Regions from separate parts of the Sus scrofa genome. Here all the other regions are linked to region 4. A link is a contact called in public Hi-C, HiChIP or PLAC-seq and promoter capture Hi-C data. All regions are on one chromosome and are shown on one strand. The core of a region is the stretch at or near the end of the contact, and the rest is flanking DNA. Distances in the headings are between cores, read along the strand shown.

Evidence for each region. Promoter capture Hi-C pulls out the DNA fragments that hold promoters and counts their contacts. A called contact is a pair of places that touch in the nucleus more often than the background predicts. HiChIP or PLAC-seq counts read pairs in DNA pulled down with a chosen protein or histone mark.
Region 1: a Hi-C map of epiblast stem cells shows a contact between it and region 4, with 2.3 times the contacts expected there. The contact joins the promoter of GDAP1L1 here to the promoter of TTPAL in region 4. A contact is called at or near these places in 12 of 47 Hi-C or Micro-C datasets (embryonic fibroblasts, epiblast stem cells, fetal skeletal muscle and 8 more) and 1 of 2 datasets of contacts at active chromatin or transcription factors (skeletal muscle).
Region 2: an H3K27ac HiChIP or PLAC-seq map of alveolar macrophages shows a contact between it and region 4. The contact joins the promoter of OSER1 here to the promoter of TTPAL in region 4. A contact is called at or near these places in 1 of 5 promoter capture datasets (liver), 17 of 47 Hi-C or Micro-C datasets (alveolar macrophages, embryonic fibroblasts, epiblast stem cells and 11 more) and 2 of 2 datasets of contacts at active chromatin or transcription factors (alveolar macrophages and skeletal muscle).
Region 3: a promoter capture Hi-C map of fetal liver shows a contact between it and region 4, with 2.3 times the contacts expected there. The contact joins the enhancer-like site here to the promoter of TTPAL in region 4. A contact is called at or near these places in 3 of 5 promoter capture datasets (fetal liver and liver), 9 of 47 Hi-C or Micro-C datasets (embryonic fibroblasts, fetal heart ventricle, heart right ventricle and 6 more) and 2 of 2 datasets of contacts at active chromatin or transcription factors (alveolar macrophages and skeletal muscle).
Region 5: a promoter capture Hi-C map of fetal liver shows a contact between it and region 4, with 2.6 times the contacts expected there. The contact joins the promoter of ADA here to the promoter of TTPAL in region 4. A contact is called at or near these places in 1 of 5 promoter capture datasets (fetal liver) and 2 of 2 datasets of contacts at active chromatin or transcription factors (alveolar macrophages and skeletal muscle).
Region 6: a contact with region 4 is called in a Hi-C map of omental adipose tissue, with 2.3 times the contacts expected there. The contact joins the enhancer-like site here to the promoter of TTPAL in region 4. A contact is called at or near these places in 4 of 5 promoter capture datasets (fetal liver, fetal skeletal muscle and liver), 24 of 47 Hi-C or Micro-C datasets (alveolar macrophages, blood, brain and 14 more) and 2 of 2 datasets of contacts at active chromatin or transcription factors (alveolar macrophages and skeletal muscle).

The regions. Positions count from the first base shown.
Region 1 is chr17:46,707,799-46,710,521 of Sscrofa11.1, forward strand. It overlaps GDAP1L1 (ganglioside-induced differentiation-associated protein 1-like 1), which reads left to right and starts at 1,462. Exons shown (of 6, transcript XM_003360003.4): 1 at 1,462-1,851. The coding sequence starts at 1,672.
Region 2 is chr17:46,684,769-46,687,468 of Sscrofa11.1, forward strand. It overlaps OSER1 (oxidative stress-responsive serine-rich protein 1), which reads right to left and starts at 1,376. Exons shown (of 4, transcript XM_021078054.1): 1 at 1,228-1,376. It also overlaps LOC106506689.
Region 3 is chr17:47,091,198-47,093,897 of Sscrofa11.1, forward strand. No RefSeq gene overlaps it. Among named protein-coding and RNA genes, the nearest start is that of ADA, 20 kb to the left of the region's middle. Within about 2 kb of position 1,339, at least 7 of the 83 cell types and tissues checked have an H3K27ac peak or open chromatin away from gene starts, as enhancers often do. A contact at or near this core is called in fetal liver, where this site is marked.
Region 4 is chr17:46,883,603-46,886,302 of Sscrofa11.1, forward strand. TTPAL (alpha-tocopherol transfer protein-like) reads left to right here and starts at 1,279. Exons shown (of 5, transcript XM_001926994.4): 1 at 1,279-1,433.
Region 5 is chr17:47,070,876-47,073,575 of Sscrofa11.1, forward strand. It overlaps ADA (adenosine deaminase), which reads right to left and starts at 1,357. Exons shown (of 12, transcript XM_021077978.1): 1 at 1,195-1,357. The coding sequence starts at 1,227.
Region 6 is chr17:47,031,655-47,034,354 of Sscrofa11.1, forward strand. The region is part of intron 3 of PKIG (cAMP-dependent protein kinase inhibitor gamma); the gene reads left to right. Among named protein-coding and RNA genes, the nearest start is that of ADA, 39 kb to the right of the region's middle. Within about 2 kb of position 1,252, at least 1 of the 83 cell types and tissues checked has an H3K27ac peak or open chromatin away from gene starts, as enhancers often do. A contact at or near this core is called in omental adipose tissue, where this site is marked.

The DNA of each region.
Region 1 (2,723 bases), core at 212-2,711, 180 kb before region 4:
TCTTTCCAAGATGCATTGCTAAGTAAAACATGCAAAGAGCGGGCCAGTTTGTCTTATCACTTTGCCTCAAAAGTGTTTTGTACACAGTGAGTGTACAATTAAGATTTGTTGAGATAAATAGTACATATTTCAGTGTGACTGCTCTGAGTCAGCCTCTCTGGATGCATTCAGGTCAAAGATACAGACAGGGACCCAGCTTTTCCACATTGATCCAGTTTCTAAGGTCTTATTTCCCTGATTTCACAGATATTTGAATTTTCCCTCAAGACACACCATGTCCTTTTTCGCAAAATCAAATGATGAGTGAAACATCTTGAGGATGAAATAAAAATTTCATGAAGAGAGCATTTGCTGAACTAGGGAGGCTGATGTGGCAACTGGAATGCAGCTCCAAGCTTCCTGGCAACCAAAGCAAAAAGGGAAACCCATGAGCCACAGAACTTTTGTTATCTGGTAGAAGGAAGAACACTGGTTGCGCCAGAGCTGTGCTCATTGGTCTGGGGCGATGATGATGGGACCAGGAGTCCTTGGTAGCATGATGTGGGGTGGGGGTGAAGGAACAAACTGAGATGCTTATTTTCCTGGTACCATCTATTTGCTCAACAATAAATAAAACATTATAGCAAGGTCAGCAAGGCTATATTAAGGGACTTTATGTAATGTTCCCATGAATGTTTAAGATAAACTAAGTGACAGCAAAGGCACTGCAGGTTCCTCTAGTCGTGCCTGTCTCCAAGGGTGAAGATGTGACCTTGGACCAATGAACTGACATCTCTGAGCCTCACCTCCCTCCTCTGGGAAAAATGATTACTGTGCAGATCAGATGAGATGATGCATGTCCAGCACTTGGGCTGATAAATGCTTGCTGTGCTGTCGTTCAGATGAATGTCATGTTATGACCTTATGGCTGAAAGTGCAGACTCTGGAGCCAGTCAGCCTGGGTTCGAATTTCAGCTCCACCACTTATTAGCTAGGTGACCCTGGGTAAGGTCGCGTACCCTCTCCATGCCTCAGTTTCCTCCTCTGTAAAATGAGGCTAATAGGTTATTGCAAGGGTTAAATGAATTGATGGTCGTCAAGCCCTTAGGACAGTGCCTGGACGCACAGGAGTCCATGCTATCTATGTAAGTGTTCAATAAATCATCTTTGTTCCCTTCTGCCCTTATGGGTCCTCCAGGAAAAGAGTTAGAAAATAACAGCTTCAAAGAGAGACAAGCTATTTCCAGACACTAATGTACAAAAAAAGGGATGGATTTCTATAATGCCAGTTTCCTATTTGCCTTTTAGAAGATTGAGAGGCAGAATGCGTTTATAATGGTGGAATCTTCTTTTAGGTGGCAGGCCAGATTGGAGCTATTGGGGGGCATGGGCCTCTTCCCTGGGGCGCCTAACACCCTTCCACCAAGTCTGACAGAGGACTGGCGGTGGCTTTTCCGGCGCGGGCCAGGGGCGGGCCAAGGAGGGGAGGAGGAGGAGCAGGAGGAGGAGGAGGGAAGGAGCTCCCGGGATCCCCCTCCCCTCCCCCACTCCAGTGAGTAATGACATTCACGGGGAAGGGAGGGCGGGAGGGAGCGAAGGAGAGGGGCAGGCTCGGCGAGGCCATGTGATGCTGGGCGAGAGAGCCGCCGCCGCCGGAGCCTCCCTCTTTCCTCCCTCCGCTTTCGGGCTGTCATGGCGACCCCCAACAACCTGACCCCCACCAACTGCAGCTGGTGGCCCATCTCGGCGCTGGAGAGCGATGCGGCCAAGCTGGTCGAGGCCCCCGACGCACCCGCCGCGGCCAGCCACGCCCATTGGCCCAAGGAGAGCCTGGTTCTGTACCACTGGACCCAGTCCTTCAGCTCGCAGAAGGTAGAGCGCGGAGGGAGCTGGGGAGCCGGGGTGCTGCCGGCGGCTAGGAGCCTTGGGGGAGGGGGCCGGCGAGGGTTGAAGGGGTCTGAAGACCTGGTGAGACTGGAGGGTAGAATCTGGGGTTTCGGGGCCCAGAGAACGGGGGATGCTGGGCTGCTCTCCCAGGAGGTGACGGGCCCTTGTCTGGGGCCCCAGGAACACCGTCCCTAATGCTAGGCACATCCATTCTGCCTTTTTTCCTCCCAGAAAGACCCAGTAGGTTGGGGGGCTGAGAAGAGAGACAAAGGCAAGGGCAAGGAAATGGGCACCGCTGGGAAGGCGGCCTGTTGGAGGGGGCGGCTGCTGCGGGGAGGGGAAGGAGCGCTTCCTGGGGTCCAGCTTCCAGCCCCGAGAGTCCTATTGCAGGTCCTCCCCCCGCGCTGCTGTCCCGGCTACCTTGGGCCTTCAGGTCAAGGCTCCTCTGCTCCTCTGCCTGGCCGGGGGCATTCCTCTGGGTCTTGAAGGGTCTGTCCCTAACCCTCCCCCCAACCCACCCCCTAATCTTGAGCTGAGAAGGAAGGAGTTAACCCATCTCCTCAACCCAGCTCAGCTCGGCCCATAAGATCTTGTGTTTTTTGCTCTTAAAGGCACAGAGGGCTGCATGGTCTCTTCTCAGACCCAGGGAGCTAAAAGGCAGTTGGGAATCGAGCCTGATGTTGAGTTATCAGGGTTCCCGCTTCCTGGGGGTGAGGTCTGGGCACTGCACCTGTAAGACAGGGCGCCTCTAGGGGCGCAATCTCCCACCCTGGGTGGCTGTGCTGTCTGTGGGACATGGATTCAGCACCATGGCCAGGTCCCAGCCACGGTCCAGTTGGGGCCTAAGCATCAGCCCT
Region 2 (2,700 bases), core at 126-2,625, 200 kb before region 4:
GTAATTACAAAAAGGCTTATTATGCTCCGCCCTATTCCCGGCCTCCCATTCACTCAAATCAAGAGCTAAATAACTCAGTGAAACATGTATCGTTTTCCCCTTCTTCACTGATAAATTCATAAATTTGTGGGATGGATTTCTGCCGTTTTTTACTACACTAACTTCTTGAAATTGAACGATCCCCCTCAAAGATCAAACTTTTTAAAAGGCCTATTAGAAATTACCTTAAGTCAAATAACATAGGGCCTCGGATTTTCCTTAGCCTTTCAAAAAAAACCAAAATTATTCTAAGTTCCTTCATCAAAAGGGCAAATTCCTGATTTTCTCTGATTGTCAACAAAAGCTATGGGTCACAATCTTATTTACATCTTGCAGTTTTAACCGAGACCTCTTCGAACGTCAGGCCTAGGTCCAAATTTCCAGGACCCTGAAAAGACCGGAGAACGATCAATAAAAGATCTGCGCGTAAGCGTGTCATCACAATGTTAAAATATTTAGAAAATTTCCCAACCCACCAGGAAGCGTGGAGTTCGGGAAAGAAAACCGAATCCAGCAACTCTGCAAGGCGCAAATAAAACTAGGTTCAAACAATCGACCCGGGTGTCTCTTCTACCCACTCAACTCCCTAAACTCTCGGTACTAGAGCCCGATGTTAATTCTTCTTACCCAGAAAGTGGATCGGTCGTGGTTCAACAGGATTTGGGGAGAGGGAGGCTCAGAACCTGAGGGGTTCGGATAGCGGGGAGCTGTCCAGGGCCTTAGCTCTGCCCGCCCGAGGTCCTGCAGCTGGAAGTCGCCCCCTGAGGATACTCTCCGGGCCAAAAGGAGAGGATACAGTAGGGCCAAGGGGCAAGGGATGCAGGAGGAGGAGGGAGCAAAGCCGAAGCGGCAGCCAACGAGACTGGGGCGCGGAAAAGGGCGGGAAGGGGCAAAGGGCTGCCGAGGAGGACGAAAAGGGGAAGCTACGGCCAGGCGGGAGAGGGCGGAGGCGCGGGGCGGGGGTCGCGGAGGCGGGAAGGGGCGAAGAGAGCGGGGCTCGGGTAGTGCCAGGCCGCGGCGGCGGACGGAGCGCGGAGAGGCGCAGGCCCGGCTGGGCCCAGACAGCCAGAGCCGTGGGACGACGCGACGCGACGCGAGAGGGCTCAGAAGCGGCTGCCCGCTGCCAGGCCGGGCCTCGAGGCCGAGACGCGGTGCTACGGAGCTTCTCCGTCAAGTCTGGGCACTCACCTCCTCGCGGCAGGGTCGCTCCGGTGAGCCAGTCTCGTCAGTTCAGATCGTCTCTCCCCGATCGTCGCGCCTGACTGACCCGGATCTAAACCCGCGGAGGGGGCGGCCCGCTCCTCCGGAGTCGCTCTGCGCCTGCGTCACTCGGGCACGCCCCCCGCCCCCTGTTCGCGCTCCTCCTACCCCCCGTGACTCGGCAGCGCGGCAGGCAGCGACTGCGCAGGCGCGGAGCTGTAGCCGCGCCTCTCAAACGCCTTGCACCCGCCCCTCTCAAAACACGTGCGCCTGACGCCACTTCCTGTTATTCTCTTCGCTCGCTCCTCCCTTCTCAAAGAGTTTGCTGGGGATGGCTTTCTGGGGCATGCCTGCTTCCTTCTCTTGGTCAGGTGAGTGACTGGGTGAGTGAGGGTTGTTTCTCGCTGTCACGGAGCCACCTCGATTTTCCGCGGTCTCCCTGTGCTTGGAGCGCTACCTGGAGTCAACAAGGCTACGGAATTCCGCGAGGTGAGGCCCAGGTGGGTGGATCTTTACGCAACGGAGCCACCTCTGAACGCTCCGCGCGAGTCTCCTGGATGCGCGAATCTGGACTGCCGGCGGTATCGCTGGGGCTCGAACACCAGCCTTCGCCTCCTGGGGATCCCCCAGGGCTGCAGAAAAGCAAGGGGGAATCCGACACAGCTAGTACCGTGAACATTAGGCCGAAATTGGAACTGAAATGCGTTTACAAAATACCTTTGTTGTTTCCCTCTCTGGCTTTCTCCATTCTGTTAAATGAGGACGTTGGACTGCTTCAGCACATCTCGTTGTTTTCAGGCATGGACTCCGTTGAGAATCTGGTGAGAATCGTAGGCCGCCTCGACAGAGACGTGCACAGGCATACCAAATTTTGCAAAAAGGTTTGGGCAGTTCACCTAAGCAGGTAATTTTTAGGGATCTTTTCCTTTTGTAGGACTCCGACGGTTGCTTGGATGGCAGACAGAGAAGGGATGGGCTGAGCAACGGCTGCTACTCCCTCCAACACCAGCTCACTCACCATGCCCCAGTTCCACGTCCGCACTTCTCAGAGCTTTGTGGGAAAAGATGCTCTTCCTCAGTAAAATGGGCTCGAGTTGGTTCTGGCCAACCTTTGTGTGAGGTTGTCACTTGAACCAAAACTGGACCCTCCCACTCCCCAGTACCTTAGCTATAATCACCTAATTGGATAGGCTGCTGAAAATAGCTTGGTATGTTCAACTTAACTATAGCCAGACTTTGGAATGCCTGGCCCATGTCTGAGGATGGAATCTACAGGTTATTTTATAAGATTGTTAAAGCATGTCTTGGGCCCTGGGTACCTTTTTAAATCCTTGTTCATACCAGAGGCTCAGTAACTGACAAGGGATGAAAGAAACCTGTTAATTGTTAAGTCCCAACATCAAACCAAATTCTAATGATGGCTCCCCGCTTCTTTGCAGCAACCATGCACGTGTTTGCACG
Region 3 (2,700 bases), core at 89-2,588, 210 kb after region 4:
TCCTCCTTGGGCTCCTTCTGGGAGGAGAGGAGTCACGTTTAAGGCAAAGAGAGACTCACAATGGGAAAGGCACCGGGGCTGATGGAACCCCACAGCCCGCCCCAGGCCCTCCTGACTCAGGAAGGCGGAAGGCAAGGTTAGCTGTCACCAGACCCCTGACCCCATGATGGCCTGGCCCAGCCCCCGATGGTCCCTGCTCCAGGCCAGGCCACACCAGGTGGCAATGCCCTCAGAGCAGATCTGTGGAGCCAGCTGCAGCCTGGGACAGATTGGGACCGGCCTGCCTTGGTGCACCCTCCTTCCCTCCCCATCCATCGGGAAGCTGGGCCCCTGGTCTCAGCCAACTCTAATAACAACCATTCTCCTCTGTGTGGTGCACCACACAGGCTCCACCCCGGGCCTCATGGGACTGTCTTAATGGCCTGCAAGGAAGGGATGGAAAGAGGGGAGGGAGGGGGAGAGAGGGTATGGGGGAGCGGGGGGAGAAAAAGACAGAGAGAAAGAGAGAAACCAGGGCCCAGAGAAGGGCCAGTGCGTGTGTCTACTTCCCCCAGGGGACTATGAGCCACTCAAAGTGAAGGATTAGGTCTTGGTCATTTGGTCAGAGGAAACAGCAAATGCAAAGGTCCTGGGGTAGGAATGCATTTGGCCTCTATCATTTGGAGAATGATGCAGGTCAGTGAGTGAGAAGAATTATAGGAGATGAGCTGGAGAAGTGGACACCAGCCAGATCACGCAAGGCTGTGTAGAACATGAAAAGGAGTCTGGCTTTTATTCCAGTTGCCAAGGAAGGCTCTGGAAGGTGCCTACTCTGAGAGCAGAGAAGATAACAGCCAGTAAGACAGGTCTGTCTTCATCTTCTGGCACCCAATGTGAGAAGCAGGTAGTTGAGTGTCCAGTCACAGAGAATGTGACACACACATGCCATGCTGGGGAATCCAGGGGTGGTGAGAGGACAGAAGGGCCCTGCCTTAGCCCAAGTGCCCAAGAATACTTCCCAGGGGAAGAGACGTTTCCTCTTGAGATCTGACAGCCGAACCAGAGCTAGCCAGTTTGAAAGAGAGTCGCAGGAAAGGATGGGAAGTGACAGTCCAGGCAAAGGGGACAGTGAGTGCAAATGTCTGAAGAGAGGAACAGCCTGGGGCTTTGGGACCATAAGAAGTTCAATACGGCTAGAAGGTAGGATGCAAGCAGGGGCTGGCCTGGGAGATGATGAGGGGTGAGGATGCTGGCACGAGTCTGCTTCTCTCACTTGACATCGTATGAACCTTGCCCTATGTCAGGAAGCATTCTTGTACGGTAGGACTTAACTTCAAAGGGCTGCATTGTATTATTCCACTAAACATTCTGTTGCATAGTAACCAGTCCCCCAGTGTTGACCATCAACATTCCTTCTGGTTTCCACATTATAAACAATGCCGTGATGAACATCTTTGTCCAGATCTCTTAGTGCACATGTATCATCTCCATGCAGTAAAGACGGAAGTCATGGGGGCTGCCTTGGAAAGGTATGAGTCAGAGCTGTTTGCCAAACCAGTCCTGGGACCTCCTGGACAGCCCTTTTCTGGGTGTCTGCTTAAGGGGCCATACGCAGAGAGATGTTGGGAGAAGGTTTCAGGGAATGATAAAGAGCCCCGGCCATCAACTCTGGCTGCCCAGGCCAGATAAAGAGTAGGGAGGAGCCCCAGGCTCTGGGCCCCACATGTCCTGTAAGCTGCATGCTTGTCTGCCCAGCCGGCCTGGCACACCTGCTCTGGACCCCTTCCAAGAAGCCAACAAAGTACTTAAGGTGCAGGTCTAAAAAGTTGGGGTGTCAGATGTGGGGTTCAAACCCTTCGCTCCTCAGGGAGAAGCTCAGAGTTTGGGGTTCCTTCCTGGTGGTGGGTCAATGTGCCAGGAACGGGGTTCACAGTGAGATTGTGTCTCAGCCTCTCCTACCTGCATTGATGTAGGATTTTCCCCCATTCTCCTGATGTGTAGGTGTCGCTCCGCCAGTTTTGGAGGGTTTTTTTTTTTTTTTAGAGGAAACCACTTCATATGTTGCTGGAGATTCGGTGAGTCCATGGGAATGAGATGAGTTCAGTGTCGCCATCTTGAACCGGAACTGCAACAAAGGGATTCCATTCTGAGCATGGACCCTCAGAATGCGCCGTGGTTCAAATCCCAGCTCTGCCACCAAAGAGCTGAGCTCGGGCCGCCTCCTCAAACTCTCTGAATCTCAGTGTCCTCGTCTGCCCAATGGGGAAGATAACCTCCCACGGCTGTTGTGAAAGTTCAATGAGAATAAAATACAATTTCTTTCCCTTAAAAAAAAAGAAAAGTTCAGTGAGATTACCAAGTACTTGGCCCATGGTCTATGCCCCCAATAAGTGATGGAGTATCTTTTCTTTGTCATCTTGGGTCTCCATCCTTTAAAACAATTATTATAGCAGTTTATTGAGATAAAATTCACATGCTATATCATGTGCCCATTTCAAGTATTCAATTCAGTGGCTTTTTTTTTTTTTACCATATTCATCACAATCAAATTTGGAACTTTCTCATCATCCCCCCCCCAAAAAAAAACCCCCTGTAGTCCTTTCCTCGTCCCCACCCTGTGGATCTCCGTCCCCTCCCAGCCCATGGCACATCAATTTATTTTCTGTCTCTATGGATTTTCTTTTTCTGGACAGTTCATATAAATAGAATCATACAAAATGG
Region 4 (2,700 bases), core at 29-2,528:
AAGCCATGTCTCCACAGTGACCAGAGCCACTGCAGTCGATTCTTACCCCACTGCCCCACAGTGGGAATTCCATGAAATTCAAATTTAACTGATGTTTGGTACTTTATAATAGAGGTAGTGGAGCCAGAGCAGGAATAAAAACTCATGACTTCCAGGATTCTCTCTGACCTCAACCTAGCATCTGACAAAAACTGCTGTGTTCTTGCGGCCCATAGGCATCAGTTCCCATCTCCCTGGGACTCCTCTTGCCCCTAGGGTAGGGAAAAGAAGAGACTGTTTAAATCCACCTTTTGGGTACTCCTTTGGGCTCTTGAGTCCTCCTAGACCACAGAATTTCTCTCCAGAAATGATTTAGTGTCATTACCAAGACACTGGCATTACTCTGCTTGAACGAGGGTCCTAGGAAATTGTGTCAAAGTTGTAGCTGCACAAGATATGCGGTGGTGCTGAGGACTTTAACCGACTGGAGGTTGGGGCTAGTAAAACCTTTTTCAAGCTACCACTTCTGAAAGGGACTTCATGAACCTCAAAGCAGGAAACAATTATTGGATCAAGATTCCAGAGCAAGGGAGTTCCCGTGGGGGTGCAGTGGTTAACGAATCCGACTAGGAACCATGAGGTTGCGGCCTTGCTCAGTGGGTTAAGGATCTGGCGTTGCCTTAAGCTGTCATGTAGGTCGCAGACACTGCTCAGATCTGGCGGTGCTATGGCTCTGGCTGGACTGGCGGCTACAGCTCTCATTAGACACCCAGCCTGGGACTCTCCATATGCCGCGGGTGCGGCTCTAGAAAAGACAAAAAAAGAAAAAAAAAGAAAAAAGGATTCCAGAGCAAGAATCGTGTTATAGATGAGGAAACTGAGGCCCGAGGGGAATGGGAACTTGCTCAGTCACTTGGCTAAAGACAGGCAGACAGATGTCCCCTGAGGAATCTTACCCTTTGGAGCAGCCAGTCCTGGGGGCAGCTCTGGTAGAAAGAAACCTGGACCGCTAACCCCTGGGTCCAGATTTGAAGCACTATACTTCATTGATTGTGTTTTTCCTTTCATAAAATAGTAGCATTTGATTTGAAGATTTAACGAGATGACAGATATAAACTACTAGGTACCTGGTAATCTGTTCTCAGAAAACGACAACATCTTCCCTTGCTTCTCTGGTCCTCAGCTTCCCCCAACTACCCTAGCCAAAGCTGCTCACGCTCCCCGAACCTCCCACGCCGCCTTCCTGACCGCCAGGTGGGGACCGAAAGCTAAGACTGCCAGGAGACACCGCACATGCGCACTCACAGTGGCGCGGCCGCCTTCCCACGCCCTATGTACGTCACTTCCGGCGAGCGGCCGGGCCGGCCGGGCAGGGAGTGCGGGTCGCTTCTGTGTACGCTGCGGACGAGGCTCCCGCTGCCGATTGACCCGCGCTCCGCCCCGTAGCCGGGCCGGTGAGTGCCCGCGAGCCCGTGTGCCCCGGGGGCCGGGGAGAGGGACCCCTGAAAGGGAGGGATAAGCAGTAATGGGGCACCTGAGTAGAGAGAGACCCCAGGAAATGGGGACACAGGGGAAGGGGTAACAACCGGAAGTGGGGGGGGCCTCGGAAGGTTGTGAACAGGACTTGGGGTCTCTTGGCTTCAGGAACGATGGGTTCCTGACCTCTCCTTGAGGTGGGGTGGGGAGAGGAGAAGGGTGATGCTCGAAAAATGACAGCTCCGGGTGAGGAAGATTCCCGGCTTCACCCTATCAAATGGTGGTTGCACCCATCCCTCAGTTCATTCACCAGCCTATGACTGGGTCCTGCTCAATGCTTGATACTGCTGAAGCCCTGGAAATTAAACAGGACGCTCTAGATGCGGTGTAGAGCCCAGTGTGGGGCTAAGTACATCCTTGCTCTGCCTCACTTGCTGTGTACCCTTGAGCATTTAACGTCACATCATCCATCACTAGTATTTACAGAACACCGTCATAGGTCAGGCACTGGGGATAGCAGTGAATGTGGCAGGCAAGTGGGAATTTACATTCTAGTGGCCAGTTATCCCCTTGTAAAATAGGAACAGTATGAGTGCTCTCACCGGATATTGTGAAGAGTAAACAAGAGATGGATGTAAAGTGCTTATCAGGGAGTTTGATTCATGATAAAGCATTCAAATGCATACAATCTCTTTTCATAATTACACTGTGAGTTGAACTTCATAAGGCAAAGAATTGTATTGTTCGTTTTTGTGTGTCCAGTACCTATAAGCACAGTATCTGACATACCAGGTGATCGATAGTTATTTTATAAATGTATGGATGGATGGAACTGAGGAGTTTTAGGTAAGCACATAGCATACTGGACTGCAGTTCTAAAAGGAACTCAGTTCTGTGGAAAACTGGAGGGAGTCACCCTGGGGGAATCAAGGAAGGCTTGGCAGAGTAGGTGACATTGAAGCTGGGCCTGGAAGGTGATGATTTATCTGGTTGGGAACAAACAAGGTGAGGAAATTCCAGGCAGAGGTATCAGAAATGCATGAGGTGTTCCAAGAATAGTAGGTCATTAGTTTGTTATGGCTGGCATTTAATGTGCATTGAGAAGGGGGAAGGTGGGAGAGTGGCTGGAGAGGGACTTGGAGCCTAGGCCTGTAGTCCATGGACACTGCAGTCTGTCCGTCTCCTGGCTAAGTGCTGGATTGGGATTATAGGTATCTGCTGGCAACTCCCAGGAAAAGAAGCCAG
Region 5 (2,700 bases), core at 107-2,606, 190 kb after region 4:
TATCCAGTCAAGGGGCTTTAGATCCATATCAGGATCTACTGCCTTAGGATCCATATCAGGATATGGTGGTTCCCCAGCCCAAGGGTAGAGGGGATCCAAAAGCGTTTTCCTGCAAAGAAAGACACACTAATAAAGGGGCGCTGAGCACCCAAGAGGCATGGGGTGGGGTGGGGGTGGCAGTGTTGCAGCCCTAGTACCTGTGACATCTGGCAGGGAGTATCGAGCATCCGCCCTCCGGTGACCAGGCCCAGGGAGGGGGCCAGGCCTACTTCCTCAGAGTCCCCCCTCCCCCCCACCTTATGATGCTCATCAGCGCCTCTGCGATAATCTGCCATCATTACTCACACCTATTTCTCAGAGAGGTAACTGGAGGCTGACTGCAGCTCACTCCTTCCCCTGACCACCCCCAACCTCCCCCCACCTGCAGTCTCAAACCCTGCTGGACAGACTCCTGAGCCCCTCCCTTCCCTGGACTGAATGGCAGTGCTCTGAAGCCCGCCAAGTGGGCCCAGACCCTCCCTGACCCCACCATTCCCAAGACTCCACAGCTGGTGGGAGGAGGGACAAGGGATTTATCCCCTGGGGCTAGCAGCTGTGGCTTGGCCCCGAGTGAACCCTACCAGGGCCCAGGGCCTAAGGCCCATCGAGCCCCTCTAACGTGGAGAGAGGGGTGCACTGCTCCCCTCTTCCCCTCTCCAGCATGACCTGCCTCACAGGCACATCTACAAACCTGGGCTCCTTGGTGCTCACAAAACCATCATAGTGCTGGGCGTGCACAGCTGTTTCCATTCACCCAGCGCTCGGTATGTGTTGTCCACCACACTAGGTGCCTGTGGGTGTAGACATCCGGCCCCATTTTATAGCCAAGGTTCAGAGAGGTCAAGCCACCTGCCTAGGCTGCTCAGCACAGGTGATGCTAGCATGCCCACTTGACAGACAGTGCAACTGAGACCCAGATGGGCCAAGTCAGAGGCAGAAGCAGAACTTGGGAGGCCCGCCAGGGGCGCCTCCAGATTCAGGACTCTTCCTGTCTCATTGCTTCTCATTAGACAGCCTGGAGGAGGGCAAGGACCTGAGCTGAGGGAAGAAAGCCCCTGCAGGGGCCCTCCTTTTGCTCCCAGGGCTTGGATGCCGCTAAGCCCTCCAGCCAGACAAGGAGCAGACCCCGGACCCCGAGCCCCCGCCCGCGCTCACTTTGGGTTTGTCGAAAGCAGGCGTCTGGGTCATGGTGCCAAGCGTGCGCCCCGGCACTGCTCCCTCCGCCGAAGATCGGTGGTCCACCGCTGGGTCAGTCAGCCGGTCCGCTTCCCCCGGAGCCCGCAGTGACCGCGGCCCGCCACGCTCCCCTTTACGGGGCCTGGCCCCGCCCCGCCCCGCCCCCGGCCCCGCCCCGCCCGCCGCTCCCGCCCCGCCCCGACCGGCAGACCCGCGCAGCGCATTTCCTGGAATTCTTGCCCAGTGGTGGGGACAAGCCCGAGTCCTCTGGGCCGTAGTCCGCCGCCCCAAATCTCTGGCCCGGGACACTGAGTTAGAGCCACCTGTGGGCTTCAGCTCTAGCCGCCTGGCCAGGCTCTGCCTTTCGCCCGGTCCTTCCAGCGGCGTTGACGCTCTTGCCTGGGCGCATACAGTGTGCCAGGCCCGAGCTGGAAGCTGGGAACCGGTGCGCATCACATACCTCGTGGGGCTTGTACTCTACGAGCCAGACACGCTCATCGCAGAATCACACACTATAAATGTGTAATCAGGGAACTTTAATGAGGACCAGCGTGGCCTGCAGGTCGGGGAAGGTTTCTCTGAAGACCTTAAGGCATTCACCAGGTGAAGGTGGTTGGGTCGGTGGGAGTTCGGTGGAAGAGGGCAGCGCAGGTGGAGAGGGCATTCGGTGTGAGAGACTCCAGGCAGCTGGGCAATGAAAGGAGAGGTGGGGGCACACAGCAGATCCCCTCCTAGGCATCTACTATTGAGAAATCTGCCCATAGTGCAGCCAGAGACCGCCTGCAAGAATGTTCCCACGGGCGCTGTTCCTAATAAAAACATTGGAATCACCCAGATGCCTGTCCACAGGCAAGGGGGCAAATAAACTGGAATAGTCACATCAAGGAATATGATACAGCAGTGAAACTGAATGAACTTCAGCAGACGAAACAGATCTATCTCAGAAACAATGTTGGAAAAAAAAGTCCTAGGAGTCCCTGCTGTAATGCAGTGGGTTAAGAATCGGACTCCACCGGCTTGGGTCATTGGGAGGAGAGGGTCGATCCCCGGCCTGGCCAGTGAGTTAAACAATTCCACACAGCTGCCGCAGTGGATTGCCGCTGAGGCTCGGATTCAACCCCTGGCCCTGGGACCTTCCATATGCCACTGGAGGGGCCATAAAAAATAAATAAGTAAAGTCCCAGAAAACTATGTACATTATGGTGCAACTTTTAGATTGTAAAATAAAAGCAAAACCAAAAATATGCATGTTTAGACAAATGTGCATTTGAAGCAAAAAAAAAAAAAAGGTAAAGCAAGTAAAAGATAAACACAAATTTGAGAAGAATGGTTATCTCAGGGAAGTGGGGAAGGGGAGGAGCACACAGATACGTTCAGGTTGTTGGTGATGTTCCAGTATGTGGGTGGGATAGTGGTTCTGTTTCATTTCATTCTAGTATAAATGCATTAATAATAAATGACAGGGGTGGGAGAGTGGAGGGCAAA
Region 6 (2,700 bases), core at 2-2,501, 150 kb after region 4:
AATTTCCTTCTTTCTGCTGACTTCAGGTTTTGTTTGTTCCTCTTTTTCTAATTCTTTTAGGTGGTAGGTTAAGTTGTTGATGTGAGATTTTTCTTTTTTGAGGAAGACCTGTATTACTATGAACTTCTTTTGCAGCATCCCATAGATTTTGAATGGTTGTGTTTTCATTATCATTCTCTCTCTCTCTCTCTCTTTTTTTTGCTTTTTTTAGGGCCGCATCCACGGCACATGGAGATTCCCAGGCTAGAGGTCCAATCGGAGCTGTAGCCACCGGCCTACACCACAGCCATAGTAGTACAGGATCCGAGCTGTGTCTGCAACCTATACCACAACTCACAGCAGTGCTGGATCCTTAATCCACTGAGTGAGGTCAGGGATCAAACCCACATCCTCATGGATACTAGTCAGGTTCATAAACTGCTGAGCCACAGTGGGAACTCCCCTTCAAATGTATTTTCATTTCCCTTTTTTCTTCTACTTCTAGAATCCCTATTATGCATAGATTGGCCTGCTTTATGTTATCCCATAGATCTCTCATATTGCTTTCTCGTGTTTTTTCATTTGGTTTTCTGTCTGCTGTCCTTATTGGGTGATTTTCATTATTCTGTCTTTCAAGTCACTAATTCGTTCCTCTGCATTATTCATTCTGCTCTTCAGTGCCTTTAACTCAGCTTACATCTCTGCAAGTGAATTTTCTAATTTTTCTTGGCTCGTCCTTATATTTTCTAGTTCCTTTCCAAAGTAATCTGCATTACTGTTCATATCCTCTCTTAATTCCTTCATATTTACTCTTAGTTCCCTCGGTATTTTCACTGTCTCCTTTTCAAACTTGGGGTCTGTTAGACTGCAGAGGTCTATTTCATTGTTTGCTCCTCCAGGTGAATTCTCCAGTTCTTTTAACTGGGAATGGTTCATGAGCTTCATCATTTTTGCTCATATTTTTCTTGTTCTGTGAGTTTAGGGAAAACAACTACTGTTGTCTTGGAAGGCTGTTTATAGGTGAGAGCACCCCTGAGTTTTTTGTGAGGGCTTACTATTGATTTTTGGCATGAGTGCTGCTTTTGGTTTGGGTGCTTGCTGCCTCTTTCCTCAGTGTGTGCAGGCTGTTATCTCCTTGATGGGGTGCTGCACATTCTTCTGTGGAGATGGAGGCAGTGGGCAGAGCTAGTAGCCAGTGCCTGGTTGTTGGGCCTTTGACAGTGGCAAGGACCCACAGGAAGGTGGCACAGGCTACTCCTAGTTGTAGGTGCCTGGGAAGTGTCAATGACCCTCAGGCAGGTGTGGCAGTGCCCAGGGTGTTTGGCAGTGGCACTGGTAAGGTATGTGCATTCCCAGGGGAGTGAGAGCACAACGGGTGTTGCTCAGTTGCAGTGTCCTCCTCTGTGCCAATCTCTGAGGTGACTGGGGCCACAGGTGCTGCCTGTTCACCGACCCCTGGTGGTGCCAGTGCACAGCCACCTGGAGTCTGAGGTGACTGTGGTGGTTTGCCCCAGTCACCTGTAGACCATGCAAGAGGTGCCCCATCAAGCTTAGCCCATGCAGGAGTTACCGCCTCCCATAGCCCAGGCAAGAGGGGCCTATCTCCCATAACCCCTCGCTCTGAGAGTCCACACGTGTGCAGTGAAAGATATTCGTATGGCGGCGGCCCAGCTTCCTCTTGCCATCCCCAGCAGTGGTGTCTTGCTTCTCCTACATGATTTCCTTGATTTACCTCCTCCTGGATTTCCTTGGCTGTGGCGCTCCACTTCCCAGTCCTTAGCACACCGCTCCCACACAGCCAACCATCGTCCTCTCCCTGGAACTGACCTCCAGAGCCTGAGTCTCAGTGCCCAGCCCCCTTCCGAGCATCTCAGGCTGTTGTGTCCCAGGCGGTGGTACCAGTGGTCTGTGTGGCGCTCTCTCCGTTTTGCTCTCCTCAGTCCAGATGCTGCACTTTTCTCTGAGGCTTTGACGTCCCTCCTTCTCAGCTGTTCTCCCCATTGGTTAGGTGGCTTCCCAGGGTATGGGTTCCTTTCCTCTTTCACAGCTCCTCTCAGCAGTGCAAGTCCCATCCTGATTCCTTTCTCTTTCTCTTCTCTTTTTCCTTTTCTTTTCCTACCTGGTTATGTGGAGGGTTTCTTGCCCTTTTTGGAGGTTTAAGGTCTTCTGCCAGCATTCAGCAGATGTTCTGTGGAAATCGTTCTACATGTGGATGGTTTTGTTTTTTTTGTTTTTTTTTTTTTAATGTGTTTGTGGGAGAAGGTGAGCACCCTGTCTTAACTCCTACACCATCTTGATCACTCCTCTCCGGATCCTTTTCCATATTTTGATTTTGAAGTCTGTGGGTCTTTTATATTTTGTAAATAAATTCCTTTGCATGATTTTTTTAGATTTCACATATAAGTGATATAAAATTATGTTTGTTTTACTCTTTCTGACTTATTTTGCATAGTGTGATAATCTCTAGGTCCATCCATGTTGCTGCTAATGGCATTATTTCATTCTTTTTTATAGCTGAGTAATATTCCATTGTATATATGTACCATATATTCCTTACCCCTTCATCTGCCAGTGGACATTTAGGTTGCTCCGTTTTCTTGGTTATTATAAATAGTGCTGCAGTTAACATTGGGGTGCGTGTATCTTTTTGAAGTAGGGTTTTCTCTAGGTACAAATGGTTCTGATATAAGTGGGAAAAATTAATTTAGGTGATATCTAACG